Linked DNA regions of Mus musculus: regions 1, 2, 4 and 5 are each linked to region 3. The links are chromatin contacts, called in public HiChIP or PLAC-seq and promoter capture Hi-C maps. All regions are on one chromosome and are shown on one strand. The core of a region is the stretch at or near the end of the contact, and the rest is flanking DNA. Distances in the headings are between cores, read along the strand shown. Region 1 overlaps Mios (meiosis regulator for oocyte development). Region 2 has its middle 3.4 kb from the start of Gm38765. Region 3 holds the start of Glcci1 (glucocorticoid induced transcript 1). Region 4 overlaps Col28a1 (collagen, type XXVIII, alpha 1). Region 5 overlaps Col28a1 (collagen, type XXVIII, alpha 1).

Region 1 (2,802 bases), core at 67-2,566, 280 kb after region 3:
TAGACTTCTTAAAAGGTCACTCACTTTACATACTGTCTGCATTTTAACAATATTTCACAAAGAGTGCTCTCTGTAGACATATATCAGCATTTAATTTAAAAGACAAAAAACTCATTCCAGTGAGAAAACTGTGTGGAGGAAAACCTTTCTCACAAGTGGTGGCTTGGTACCTTAGATAAGCAGACTGCATTTTGAGCGAGCATTACATAAGTTCACAGGAAAGCACACAGAGAGGGGGTGGCAAACATATTTCAATTTGTTCACCAACGTAAAGCAAGCTTTCATACAAAAGGACGAAGGCACCAAGGAGAGAGGTGCTCATAACAAGAAAGGTAAGACCAGCTGGACAGCAACACAGTGGATGGAGTTATGTTTCTCACACAAAATTCAAGTATTAAGTAATCTTTCCCTGGAATCTGGTTTAGCCACTGGACAGTTAAGGCAATGAAAAAATGTTGATGAATTAAATTACTCTGCGGGTAATAAGATGGCTACTGGGGAGTAAAAGAACTCAAGTGTAACTTAACGTCTCGCCTTCGATTCAAATGCTACCAAACCACTGTTCAGGTCAGGGGAGAGAGTCCTTGATGAAAGGTGAGGGAGACTCTGATCTGAGGCCTTCAAGAGAAGCGTCTCTGCTTCCATCTGAGCTGTACATGAACTCAGACCCAGTCAACACAGCTAGTTCTGACTAAAGGGAAAACCTGGAGAAGCAAATGACGTGATTAGGGCCAGTAAGATGAAACACACATCCTCAACAGAACAATGGAGAAGCTGCAAACAAAAACCCATATGCAGGGAACAGAGCACATGCACTTTAGCTGAGGAAATATGGAACATGTAGAGTGTGGCGCCAGTGTCACACTGCACTAACCTGTAACATGCAGTAACTTGCTGTTTGAACATCTCCAGTTCTATCCACATAGCTCTCCATCAGGTCCACTCCATCTTTAGTGAGGCCTGTAAGCAAGATCCCCTCCAAATTTCCAGCCTCTTTCATTTCATTGGTCAGCTTTTCAATGTATTTATTTAACTGAAAAATTCAAAGTGAGTTTTTCGATACAATCTGTTTCACTACATATTTTATAACTGAGAATTACTATATTTTGAACATTTTTATTCTTGATGAAAAACATTTTAAGTCAAAATCCCTTGCCAAAATCTAAATATGTACTGAGGAGTCTATATCAATTTCAAGTTTCAATACATTATCTACCCACAATCAATTTTTTTTTGTGTGGCATGTGTGCGAGGGCATGTGTGGAGACCAGAGATTGACAACAGATGTCTTTCTCAACAGCTTTCCAAGTTATATTTTGATACAGGGCTCTCACTGAAGCTGAGCTCAGTGTTTTGCTAGTATGAGAGAGCAGTGAGTCCCGGGGACCCTCCTGCTTCTGCCACCCAGCCTGGGATTACAAGTATCTGCTGCTGCACTCAGGTTTTTCCACGGGCTCCAGGGGATTCAATTCAGGTCCCTGAGCTTCCAAAGTGAGTATTTAACGACTGTGCTATCTATCTCCCTAGTTCCCACAATCATTTAAAAAAAAAGTAAGACATTTCTTTCCTATGTTTACAGATAGCTAGATCTACGAAAAGTGTCCTCTTTTCAGCAAGTGCTTGACGATCATGGTAGTATAACAGTATCACAGAATTAGAGCTCTATGTTCATAATCATCAATAAAAACTATTTCCTTTCCATTTCATTCTGTGCAAACTGCAGCCAACATCCTTCCCATTCCCCTACCATCTGTCCCGACTACAGCACTGCTACATCTCTGTGCACTTCCTCCTCCCCACCATCAGAGCAGCAGCTCAGTGTTTACAGCACTGTGTGTGTTACTAAAGCCTGAGTTTAAAACTTGTATCTGCTAAGTTCTTCAAAATGCAAAAATAAACTAAAACATCAACTCAATATTCTAAAACAAATTTAGTTATTATATGCATATTTATAATTTCAATGTAATAACTGCCTTCTTAGATTTTATATAAAAATCTCATAGGCATGTAATTACATGTAAAGATTAATTTCTTAAGAATAATTCATAGTAAACATTAATCACCTCAAATACAGATTTGAATCAGTTCTCACCTGAGCATCACCAAGGAATTTACAAGCGAATGCCACTCTGTCACGTACAGCAACTTTGTTTTCATACTGGGGGGGAAAATTATACACGCCATTTATTTATAAGTTTATTTTGAAATGTGTTCCAAAGGTACTGTTCAGATGCTAGAAGAGTCATCAATTGCTAAAGACGCCTCGGAAGGCCACTGTCCTTAACAGTGAAGCTTTGTCCTTCAAATGCAGACAGACCTAGCTAATTCAGTTAGATAGACATAAAAACGCAGGCCATTCTCCTGTAACACCAATAAACTATAAAGAGATGGCACATAATCTTTCTCTCAAAGCAACTGATTTTGGAGAAACAGCTACATAAAATTAATCACCACATCTAGAAAACTCTATGAACTGGGTATACCAGTACAGATTAAAACTATTAATAACTTGGGGCAGCAGCAATGATTCTATGGTTAAGAACAACTCCAGAGGATCCAGGTTCAATTCCCCAGCATCGACATGGTGGCTCACAAGCACCTGTAACTCCAGTTCCCAGGGATCCAATGCTTACCTCTGGCTGGTCTCCTTAGACAATGCACACATATGGTGCACAGACATACATCCAGGCAAAACATGCATACTCATAAAGGAAAAATGAATCTACCTCTAAAAAAACCTATCTATACCTCTTAAATACAAAACCTAAAACTTGTAAACTGATACTCTATCCAAATTGCTAT
Region 2 (2,700 bases), core at 38-2,537, 290 kb before region 3:
AATTGTTCTTTAGATAAACTAAATTAGTTAGTTGCTTAGTTAGATAGTAGTTATTTTGAGATAACTTCTCACCATGTAGTACAAGTTGACCTAGGACTCCTGATCCTATCTCACTCTCCTGAGTGCTGGGATTGCAAATGTGGGCCATCATGCATAGACACGTTGCAGAACTTTAAATGCGATTCTGAATGCAAACAAGTTTGTGAGATACTACATTAGCTTCAGGTCACCAAAGTGTTAATTCTGTGGAATTAGATCTCAAAGATTTCACTGTCAAGTCCATGCTTGGGGAATTATATTTGGTATAAAGCTCTAGATAACAATTACTCCAGTTAATATATGCTGAGATTTACAGGACTACGGGTTTGAAAATTCTCCATGAGAATCCTGAGATCATTGTTTGAATTTAGGAGCCGTCTCTAAAAGTTTCCAATAAACAGAGGCCCTCCAAAATATAAGTATTTTACAAGTTTTTAATTGATTTGCTGTGACAGAAGCATTTGTAAAGAATATCAGATTTTGTGGGACAAGAAAAAAGAGAGCAAGGAGCAGTTACAGGGGAGAGCAGGGTAGCAGGGGGTCTGCAAGAGGAATGGGGGGAAAGGGAAATCCACCCAAATACTCATTGTTCAACAAGGCCCTCATGATATCTAATGCCTTCCATGCTCCTTTTAAAAGTAGTGTTAGGACAGAATCAGACCATATGAACACTGGAGTATAACAGTCTGGAATGAAACACTGTGAAGAATTAGTGCAGATGTTACCAAAACAAAGGAAAGGGAATTCACTTGATAACCTGCCTTCAAAGAGTGTTGCTAAATCTAAAACTTCCGTCATTAATTGACAGCAGACTTTTGAGCCAAACATTTGTTAAATGCCAGAATCCAAAGCACTGTGGTGGATATGTTAGTGAACACAAGGTAGATTATAGAATCCTTGGCCTAAATGACTGAAGTGTATATATAAATTTCTTTATTGAAATTTGGGAAGCACTGGAGTAAAGTTTGGCTTAATGTCTCTTTGTTCTTTTTTTTTTTTTTTAATTTTGAAAGTTTTCATTTAGTATAGCTTTGGTAAACATTCTGAGAACTCCAGTAAGTATCTGGGAGAAGCATAGAAGCTGCAGAAATATGGTATTAAGGAGTCGGGTAGAAGTTTCTGGCAGTCGCTAGAAGTTGGAGGACATTTGCAGGAAAGGGTGGCCTTGGCAATTAGAGATGTCAGTCAGTCTGTGTGGATGAGTCAAGAGGGAGGAGGGTGACTGTGGAGGACAGTGAGCAAGAGGGGGCAAGCAGAAAGCAGTGTTGCAAGGCTCATAAAGCAGCTAAGGGGACTGATAAAGGTTTGGAATGTCTTGATTAGGTCGTTGGTTTTGATGTAAGCTATGGAAAACTTTAAAAGTGGGACAGAAGCCAATCAAAATACTATGTAATTAACTTCATTCTTGAATAACTCCAAGACATTGCTCTGTCTTCCACATACCCTGCCCCCCATCCCACCATGACTCATCAGAATATGACTCAAAATACATAATTTGGATGGAAAAAAGGCTTTAAATTCTAGATAAGAAACAGTGGAGAGGGAAAGAAACTGAAAAAATGGAAGGGAAATGCACAGAAGAGCTGAGCAACATAAACACAATTGTAGTTTCTTAGAATGAGTTATTACAGAACTTATTCCAAGGACTAGAGCGCTTTGGTTTGCTTTGTTATGAGACAGGGTCACATGTACCCAGGCTAGCCTTAAACTCTCTATGTAGTCAAAGATAACCTTGAATTCTTAACTCACCTGCCTACACTTCTCCAGTGATTGCCGGCATGCGCCACCATGTCCAGTTTATGCAGTACCAGAGATTGACCCAGGCCTTATGCATGCTTCTGACTGAGACTGTAAGTGTTAAAATGAAACTTACTCTGCACTGGGACAATAGGAAAGGTATAATGATGGCCAGATTCCACCCATCAGAGGCTCTGATATATGAAAGTATAAATTCATTTGAAAGAAGGGAATTTAAACTGACTTTGCCTCTTGAAGACAGCTGATGAGGGAAGCAGTTCCCTTGGGTCAGTACTCACAGGTTAGGCTCTATCTGAAGTTGGCAGAAGTTCGAAGTGTTGCCCATGTAGTAAAAATTTTGCACCCATGAACAATGAAAGATTCAATAGATTGTGGAGTCTTGGACCATGGTCCGAGAGAGCTTATGAGGCCAGTAACTGTGTATCAGGGTCTGAGTCCCTATGAGGAGGCCAGGAGATGCCACTGAACGAAGTTCTACAGATGAAATTTAAGTGCAGAGACTTGAGTGTGCTAGAGACAATATATGATCATGAACTATCCTGAAGAAAGCTGTGTGCATTGAGTGGTACCTGATCAATAGAGAAGTTATGTTTGCTACAGGCAGCAGAACTGCCTATGCTCTTTGTAGGCCAAATGACACCATCATGAACCTCAAAGGCCACACATAGAGTTGTAATATTTGGTATTTGCCCTGCTGTGCTTAGTCTTACTTTTGTCTGATAAATATTTGCTATGATCTCATCCTTCTCTTTCAGAATGGTAATGTTTATTCGGTAGCATCATATATTGGAAGTATGCAATCTGTTATTGATTTTATAGATAATCACAGTTAAGAAACTGCCTATAGTCTCAGCTAAGACTTGTCCTTCAGGTTTTTAAATAGTGTTGCAATTGTTAAGTGCT
Region 3 (2,700 bases), core at 101-2,600:
AAAAAGTGAACACACTCCACAAACAGGCTTTAAGAAATTCACCACGAAAACCACCATTCCGGCATAAGCCATTTGTAGTGCAGTAGTGATCTAATACATGACTATATAAAGTAGAGGAGAGGATGGATAAACAGCATACACTTTAAACTGCCTCCCCTACACATGCAAAGGATATTCTAACAACCTAACTACCGCCATCAAGTCTCCAAAACACAAACATACTCCAGACAAGAACTTTGTGGGAAAGCACAAAGGCTGCAGAGATTACCACTACCACCTTATGCCCCGCTAGAGAGTTTGTGTGCGTGTTTAAGGGTTTCACACGGCTCCTCCTTGCCCGGCTCCAAACACAGAAAGCTAATAAGCTATTAAACCGAAACACTTTTCTTTTGCAGGCGAGGGATGCAAGATAAAATCTGAGTGGCGGTGTGAGGGTCGGATAAAAGTTGATTTCCAGGTCGCTCCTCCAAGCCCTGCAGCGACCTCAGGGTGGGGGGTGAGATTCCCAAAGCCACTTTCACACCTTCGGTAATGCACTAGCAAACAGAAGCCCGGAGAGGCTGAAGTTTTCCACGCAGGGCACCGTCGGGGAGACGCAGCCCGGGAGGACGGGAGGGTTGGGCTCGCTACCTCTGCACACGGGCGAGCCGGGACTCCGTCTCTCAGGTGAGCTGCTCCTCCGCCGGCTCTCGGGGGACCGTCTCGGGCGGCCCTTGGCGCGAGGCGCCTGCTCGGCTGGGGCAGCGGCCGGCGGTGGAGTCGGGCTGGACGGGCTGGGGCCGCGGGCCCCTCCGGGCCCGGAGAGACTGCCGAGCGCGGCGGCGGCGGTGGCGGCGGCGGCGGCCGGGCGCGTGGGGCTGTGCTGGCTGCCCCGCAGGAGCTGGTAGGGCACCGTGGCGCGGATGGGCTGCAGCAGCCGACCGGCTCCCGCAGCCGGTGCGCAGCTCCCGGCCGGCCCCGTCCCGCTCCCGGCAGCGGCGGGCGGGGAGCCCGCGGTGCTGCGCCGCATCCTCTGCGGCGCGGAGTGAGGGGTCTGAGAGGAACTGGAGGACGCAGTGGACATGGTGGCTCCGCGGGCGGGCGGGCGGGCGGGCGCGCGAGCGAGCGTGTGGGAGCCGGCGCCGCGGTGCGTGCGATGTGTACGGGGGAGGGGCGGGGAGGGGCGGAGCCGCGGGGCTCCCCTTCCGACGCGCACCCCGCCGCCGAGGGGGAGGGGACGCCGCGACGGCCAACGTCCAACGGCTCAACCGCCCCGCGGCGCTCTGCGGGGCGCTCACGGCAGAGCCCGCGTCGAGCCCATGGCCGCCGCCGCCGCCGCCCCGGGCATCGCGCTGACAGGGCACTCGCCCGCTTCCCGCGGCTGCTCAGCCCTCGCGGGGGGTCGCCCGCGCGACACGACTCGGCGACCACGGGCAGCGCCGGGACTTTAGCCTCGGAGGAGAGAAAGGGGCCTCGAGGCGCCTCGCGCTGCGCGTAACCCGCGCCACCGCAAACGCCGCCGCCGCTGCCGCCGCCACCTCGACCCGCTTCTCACTCGGAATGGCAACTAATCCTGTGTCGGCGCCCCGCCTCCGGCCCCGCCTCTGGGCGTTCCGGACCCGGCTCCTGCGGCTGCGAGCGCTGTGATTGGCAGCGCCACCCTACTCCGGGATGCCAAGGAATGGTTGTATTGTCGGAGTGAGAGGAGACTCGGCCAATTACAGTACCACGTTTCCGCTCTGGGGGCGGAGCATGGAAGTGGATGAGAGAGGCGGGCCTCGCGCGGAGGGAGGGACTTAAGAGTTGACAGGCTTTGAGGTGAGGGTCAGGTTAGAAAAGTGGGTCCATACGTGCCCTGCGCGGACTCCGACGCCCAAAGACACGCGCGCGCTGCGATAAGCAAGTTACAAGGATTCCACCCTCCAGTGCTCTCTACAACCTGGGGCTGAGGACGCTGAAGCCAAACTAATTTTGCAAATACACCTGCATCCGGTGAGATGTTTTAGTTAAAGCTGAGTGAAGGATCCTTAACCCTTTTAATCTTAGAAATGTCTTTAAGTGTCCTAGTCGCCTTGTGAATCAAAACAACTTCAGGATTAGTGTATGGATGCTACATTGAACAAAATGCACCTGCCATTACAACCTGTTTGTCGTTACAGGGTAGGGTGGAGAACATCACATTCTGAATTGTACACGTCAACAAGAAAATTTACAGCATCGCATCATCAGATTTATTAATGGAGAGCACCTAGTTTACTACCCCGGAGCTGATGGTCTCTTGGGAGAAAGACCAGGCATAATGTAACAATTCATTGTGGTCATTTCCTCTGTGTGATGGCACTGGGGGTTATTCTTCTGCAAGGAAAATGAGAAGTACGAAGATTTTAGATGGGCATAAGAAAGTATATAAAACCCTAATCAGGAATAGTTAAAGCTCTACATCAGATACCTCCTATTAATTCACATGAGATAAACAAAAACATAAGATTTTACAAAATAAAGAAGTGGCGTGTCAGATTGGCGTCTGCCTGGTGTCTGCCCACACTGGCAAGCTTCCTGATTCCAGGCACTAAATGATCAGTTTCACTCAGAGGAGCCACCTTTCTCTGCTTCCCTGTGTGGTCAGACAGAAATTAAATGAAATTAAATGAAAATTTTTAAAAAAATAAGAAAAAATAAGAAGCACAGTAAATTGTTGTTTAGAAAAAATATTGATGATGC
Region 4 (2,700 bases), core at 89-2,588, 450 kb after region 3:
GGTGTTCGAGGGGCAATTAGTGTCTGGAGCTTCAAAGGTATACAAGTACTAGATGGAGCTATGTTGTGTGGACTTCTTCTGAGGAAACTTGAACAAATGTCTACACATCCCAGGTGGAGCATGATGGGAGAAGTAAAAAAATGACTCCACTCAAGTGCAGTTTGGACACCAATGGGTTTAATAGGATCAAACTTACAGGAGCGTGAATGAAGAGTCATCTGCAGGAACTTGGGCAACTTGGGCTTGGGCTGTACTGAGAAAAAAAATACCTCTCTCCTAACAGCCATGTCTATAAATCCTTGGGTAAGATGAGGAGAATTGAGCCAGTAAAAAAGTGAGCTGTAAAGTTATCCAGATTATTTTAATTATATTAGCATTTTATAAAGACAAAGATCTTGAGACATACAAGTCCAAAGCCTGATTCTGAATCTTCTTTTAAAAAGAAAACTTTAAGCAATTAAATTATATAATTATATGCACCATATGTTTGCCTGGTGCCTCCAAAAGGCCAGAAGGGGGTGTGAGATGCCTTGGAACAGAAGTTACAGACAGGAGTGAGCTGCTACATGGATGCTGGCAACTAAACCTGGGTCCTCTGAAGAGCCAACTAATATCTTAACTGCTGAACCATCTTTCTGGCCCCTCCATTTGGCATTTGGGTATCCAGTGATTGATTGATTTGTTTGTTTGTTTGTTTGTTTGTTTGTTTATTTTTCATAACAGGGTTTCTCTTTATAGCCCTGGCTGTCCTGGAACTCACTCTGTAGACCAGGCTGGCCTCGAACTCAGAAATCCTTCTGCCTCTGCTTCCCAAGTGCTGGGATTAAAGGCATGTGCCACCACTGCCTGGCTCCAGTGATATTTTACCAGTTTACCAAGTAGTACAGCTGTCTTCACAGATCAATTTTTGAACATTTCCTTACCTCTATAGGATCCTCCATGCTTATTTATAATCAATTCATCTCTGTAATCCTAGCCTCTGGCAACTACTCATCTATTTATCTTTCTATAGATTTATTTTCTTCTGAGCATTCCATCAGTGGAATTCTCCACCATGCCAGTGTCTGTCAAGAAGAGCAATGTTTTTGAAGTACATCCATATTATAGCATGAACCTGCAGTTTGTTTCTCACAGGATTTTGTCTATTCCTCCTCCAGACCATGGACATTGGGCTCTTTCTGGTTTTGAGCTATTATGAATACTTCTGCTGAGGAGATTCATGAGTGGGACTTTGGGTGTTACTTGATCTTATTTTCATCACATGTATGCTTGGCAATAACATCAGGTCAGGTGGTAAACACATGTTGGGTGTTAGGAGAAACTGCTGAGCTGTTTGCCCAAGAGGCTGTCCTAGCTCCTCAGGGTTACTGCTTTTTCAGTGTGCTAAGCCCAACCTCTTCTTAGAGGCTGTGCAGCCTTGGAAAGCTTTGTTTCCTCTTTAATTAAAGCAGGTGTGTAGTGAACTGACATTTACAGAGTGTGCACCCCGTGGGAGGCCTTATGGATCACTCTCTCATTTCATTCCCTATCTCTGTGAAGTGTAGATGTTAATTTCCACCTATCTGGTGAGTTTACTGAAGTTCAGAAAATCAGGTAAGCAAGTCACCATGGTAACTAGAAGATTGTTGTGGGTATTAAATGATGTCAACTCTCAACAATCCTAACATTAACCTGGCATAGTCCTAACATATCCTAACATTAAATTGAAGGATAAGGAGGGTTTTATTTCTGTCTTTAACCCTGCCATCTCGGAAAGGTATAGCTCCAGGACTCAACCTGCCTTAAAGTGTCACACCTTGGAGAAACAGAAAGATCCCTGTGCTCATAATCACCCTGTGGTCCAAATAACAGAGTCAACCCCCAAGTCAAATAGCACAGTTTTAGTTACTGCAATAACAGGAGTAGCTCATTCAGGATGTGGGCATAGCTCTTTCTGGCCACTTTTTATCGTTATATTTCCTTTCCTCCTCTGTTCAAAAACACAGTAATTACTTTTTCAAACTTCAGAGAAGCAAGCTCTGACAGAAGCACACATGAATGCTGCCAGGAAGTTAATTAACTAGATTGATTTGAAATGGAACCTTTATCAGGAAAGAGTGCGTTACTGCCGAGAAGAAAGTAAAGAGAGCACATAATGTTGAAATGGTAAAATGACTGGGTGAAAAGGCTCAGTGAATATCTAGTAAAATCCAAGGGATTTAAAAGTTTGTATCTATTCTTTGAAAGTGTATATTCAACATGAAAAGTTATATACTGTAAGACTTTTGTCAATTGGTAACTTGTCATTCATTATGTCTTTTCAGGGAGAACCAGGAGTCAGAGGCCCTCCAGGTCCCTCTGGGCCTCGGGGAATAGGAACCCAAGGACCAAAGGTGAGCCATCAGGTCTCTGATGTGAGTGAGCACCAGGTGTCAGTTGGGACATCCCTAACTGGAAAAGTCTGAACAAGAAATTCTCCAAATCTAGAAACTTTTAATCACAGCATGACCACGTGTGACACGTCCATAGCTGATTCTTTGCAGGGAGCGACAGTCAAATCTAAAGGCACTTGGGTTTCTGTAAAAGGTGCATGTGAAATATAAATACATTCTGTGTTTGAATAGATGGGCTGTCTCCAGAGGAAGCCACTATACACAAACAAGTATTCCAAAATGTATAAATTTCAATTCTGAAATACTTGTCTTCCCAAGCATGGCTGAG
Region 5 (2,720 bases), core at 50-2,549, 420 kb after region 3:
GTCTCCTCTGTTTTGTGTTGTGTTTTGAAAGCTTTGTGTAAATTAGAGACCCTGTTCTCCAAAGACTTCAAAGATTAGTGGGGCTTGGCTCGAGAGCCAACGAGAGCCTTGCTACCTGGGGGAGAATCTAGAGCAGTGGTTCTCAACCTTCCTGACGCTGTGACCCTTTAAGACACCCTCAAGGTGTGCTGACCCCAACCATAAAACTATTTTGTTGCTATTCCATAGCTGTCACTTTGCGACCGTTATGTATTGTGATTAAGTATCTGATATGCAGGATGTCTGATATGCAGGATGTCTGATATGCAGGATGTCTGATATGCAGGATGTCTGATATGCAGGATGTCTGATATGCAGGATGCCCTACAGGTTGAGAACCATTGATCTAGAGGCTTTCAATCACTAGATCTGTTCCCTAATGGCATTGCTACATTAGGCTTAACGTTTTAATTGTAGAAGTTAGGCCCTGGTTCTTCCTCCCAGCCCCATGCTCCCAGAAAGAAGACTTTGACTCAAAATATATTTACAAATACCTTGGCCATATAGCCAGGTTCTTCTCTGACTAGATCAAAACTAAGATAACCCATTTATCCTAGTCTACATTCTGCCATGTGGCTTGTTACTGTGCTCAGGTACCATGTGTCTGGCTCATTAAATCTTCCTGGCAAATCTCTCCCCGGGCCTATCCCAGAAATCTTTCTCCTCTCGGATATACCACCTTCTATTTTCTGACTAAGTCACAGGCCATATAGGCTTTTTAATTGACAGGTAATGCATCCGTACAATGAACAAGATATTCTCTCTACACTTCCCCTTTTTAATCCAACAAAAGGATCTTTTCCTAGAGCAGATGTGACTGTGCCATAGACTTAGCGCCCTGGAAAACCAGAAATCTATTGTCTCAAAATTCTGGAGGCTACAAGACTGAAATCAAGATATCTATAGCCATGCCTTCAACAAACCCTACAGGGACGAATTCTTTCTGGCCTCTTTTTGGCTTTTCATTATGGTTGTCAGTTCTCAGCACTCCTAGGCTTGTGGCTGCTGCCCCTCTTCTGCGTTTGCCTCTGATGTCTCAGAGTTTTCCACTTGTGTGTATAAGGCCATATCATCTTTCCATCATGATTCCAGTCATACTGAGCTAGGACTTATCTTAATAATCTTGTCTTAACTTGATAATATTTATAAACACCCTATTTCCAGCTACATTCAACTCTTCAGGGACATCACAATTCAACCCACAGCAAAAGACTGAAAAGCAGAAGTTAGGCAACTTCCCCAAAGTTGAGAAGTTTTGTTGCTAATCACATTTCTTTGTTCAGAGGTGTTTCTCTCGGATATAGCTAATAACTCAAAATGAGGTACACCTTAAGGACATGTCATTGAAAAAAATATTTTTTTTATCCACCAGGGGGAGCCAGGCACAGTGGGGCTCCCAGGACAGCCTGGAGTCCCAGGGGAAGATGGGGCCTCTGGAAAGAAGGTAATCTTATGTTTTTAAAATATCATCAGTGTCAAAACTGTGGGATCACACTAGCACCGTGGTCCTCGAGGACCTGAGGTTAAATTACCAGGGAACAGTGTCTGTAAGAACAACCTTTCTTTCCCTTTACCCCCAAAAGAGTCCGTTTCCTCCACTGCCCTGGTGGCCCGCGTGCTCTTATTCTAGCTGGTACTTTGGCCTGGGCATTTCCACTTTGTTCCATGGTTCTGGAAATCACATCAGTTTAATCACAAACAAAACTATCTCTTTTCCTCCAAAAGAGTGAGCCTGAGGATGCAGCTGGGAAGCTAAGGCTATTGTAAAGATGTCCTGAACTATTGTAAAGATGTCCTGAACTATTGTAAAGATGTCCTGAACAATTTGGTGTTGACATTTGAAATACTCAGTTTTTAATAAAACTGCTGAAAAATAGCAGATGGTGAGGTGGAAAGACTTTCTTGTTGAAAAAAAAAATTACTAAATGTGAGCGAAGAGCCAAAGGAAAGAGAGCTCAGCTTTGGAAATTGGCAGAGATGGGAACTCTCTGTGGTATTTCTGTTGCTCTGGGTGAAGGGGAGCTTAATGTTAATTTATTTGTTGACAAGTTTCCAATTTAATTCTGAGATGACAACGAAGGTCTGGTGTGTTTTGGGGGGTGGTTCAAGTCAAATTCCCTGGCAATGAGAGGAGACACAAGGTGGGCTCTGCATTTTGTCCTCCACGGACCAACTGAGGCATTGGTCTCCTTCCCTCCAGGGAGAAGCTGGACTTCCAGGAACAAGAGGCCCAGAAGGAATGCCTGGGAAAGGACAGCCCGGCCCCAAGGTATGCAAGTGACAGCAGGAAGCAGCTGTCCCTCTGCTGGTCCCCAGTCAAAAGAGCCGATTTAAGAGAGGTCTGACTTATGGTCTTGCTATGTCAAACATGTTTACATCTTGCTTCAAATCACGAACTCTGTCTTGTGGGCCTTTGGAAGAAGGCAAGTGTATATTATTCATCTTTATTTTCCTACATCCATCTTAAGCTCCAGCATAGAGAAGAACTCAACACATGTTTTCTCAAGGAATGGTCAACAGATATTTAAAGAAAGCATTGGAAAGGAAAAGAAATCACAAGGCACATTGTTACAATTTGAAAGTATGTAAAGTTTATTAAAATATGTATAGGCTTTCACATAATAGTAAGGCATATCACCTCATTAAATGTCAATTGGGTGACAGGGTTTGTAGCTTAGTGA

The links. Promoter capture Hi-C pulls out the DNA fragments that hold promoters and counts their contacts. HiChIP or PLAC-seq counts read pairs in DNA pulled down with a chosen protein or histone mark.
Region 1: a promoter capture Hi-C map of hippocampal neurons shows a contact between it and region 3, with 2.4 times the contacts expected there. The contact joins the enhancer-like site here to the promoter of Glcci1 in region 3. A contact is called at or near these places in 10 of 39 promoter capture datasets (the 3T3-L1 cell line, the C10 cell line, the HPC-7 cell line and 6 more), 15 of 484 Hi-C or Micro-C datasets (B cells, CD4 T cells, CD8 T cells and 11 more), 13 of 115 datasets of contacts at active chromatin or transcription factors (the 230-238 cell line, astrocytes, bone marrow-derived macrophages and 9 more) and 3 of 9 other capture datasets (adipose tissue, liver and pancreatic islet).
Region 2: an HNF4G HiChIP or PLAC-seq map of pancreatic cancer cells shows a contact between it and region 3. The contact joins the enhancer-like site here to the promoter of Glcci1 in region 3. A contact is called at or near these places in 5 of 39 promoter capture datasets (the 3T3-L1 cell line, the C10 cell line, the HPC-7 cell line and 2 more), 1 of 115 datasets of contacts at active chromatin or transcription factors (pancreatic cancer cells) and 1 of 9 other capture datasets (liver).
Region 4: a promoter capture Hi-C map of pre-B cells shows a contact between it and region 3. The contact joins the enhancer-like site here to the promoter of Glcci1 in region 3. A contact is called at or near these places in 10 of 39 promoter capture datasets (the 3T3-L1 cell line, 3T3-L1-derived adipocytes, the C10 cell line and 5 more), 3 of 484 Hi-C or Micro-C datasets (the HPC-7 cell line, LSK cells and adipose-derived mesenchymal stem cells) and 1 of 115 datasets of contacts at active chromatin or transcription factors (craniofacial prominence).
Region 5: a contact with region 3 is called in a promoter capture Hi-C map of pre-B cells. The contact joins the enhancer-like site here to the promoter of Glcci1 in region 3. A contact is called at or near these places in 5 of 39 promoter capture datasets (3T3-L1-derived adipocytes, the C10 cell line, the HPC-7 cell line and 2 more), 1 of 484 Hi-C or Micro-C datasets (the HPC-7 cell line) and 2 of 115 datasets of contacts at active chromatin or transcription factors (craniofacial prominence and double positive thymocytes).

What each region holds. Positions count from the first base shown.
Region 1 is chr6:8,226,200-8,229,001 of GRCm38.p6, reverse strand. Mios (meiosis regulator for oocyte development) reads right to left here. Exons shown (of 12, transcript NM_145374.2): 7 at 2,093-2,158; 8 at 875-1,033. Among named protein-coding and RNA genes, the nearest start is that of Mios, 18 kb to the right of the region's middle. Within about 2 kb of position 1,316, at least 7 of the 459 cell types and tissues checked have an H3K27ac peak or open chromatin away from gene starts, as enhancers often do. A contact at or near this core is called in hippocampal neurons, where this site is marked.
Region 2 is chr6:8,801,553-8,804,252 of GRCm38.p6, reverse strand. No RefSeq gene overlaps it. Among named protein-coding and RNA genes, the nearest start is that of Gm38765, 3.4 kb to the left of the region's middle. Within about 2 kb of position 1,287, at least 18 of the 459 cell types and tissues checked have an H3K27ac peak or open chromatin away from gene starts, as enhancers often do. A contact at or near this core is called in pancreatic cancer cells, where this site is marked.
Region 3 is chr6:8,508,250-8,510,949 of GRCm38.p6, reverse strand. It overlaps Glcci1 (glucocorticoid induced transcript 1), which reads right to left and starts at 1,350. Exons shown (of 8, transcript NM_133236.3): 1 at 631-1,350. The coding sequence starts at 1,063. A430035B10Rik (RIKEN cDNA A430035B10 gene) reads left to right here and starts at 1,789. Exons shown (of 2, transcript NR_040452.1): 1 at 1,789-1,971; 2 at 2,139-2,700.
Region 4 is chr6:8,061,894-8,064,593 of GRCm38.p6, reverse strand. Col28a1 (collagen, type XXVIII, alpha 1) reads left to right here. Exons shown (of 35, transcript NM_001037865.1): 26 at 2,304-2,372. Among named protein-coding and RNA genes, the nearest start is that of Gm35384, 63 kb to the right of the region's middle. Within about 2 kb of position 1,338, at least 8 of the 459 cell types and tissues checked have an H3K27ac peak or open chromatin away from gene starts, as enhancers often do. A contact at or near this core is called in pre-B cells, where this site is marked.
Region 5 is chr6:8,085,695-8,088,414 of GRCm38.p6, reverse strand. Col28a1 (collagen, type XXVIII, alpha 1) reads left to right here. Exons shown (of 35, transcript NM_001037865.1): 19 at 1,412-1,483; 20 at 2,240-2,308. Among named protein-coding and RNA genes, the nearest start is that of Gm35384, 87 kb to the right of the region's middle. Within about 2 kb of position 1,299, at least 4 of the 459 cell types and tissues checked have an H3K27ac peak or open chromatin away from gene starts, as enhancers often do. A contact at or near this core is called in pre-B cells, where this site is marked.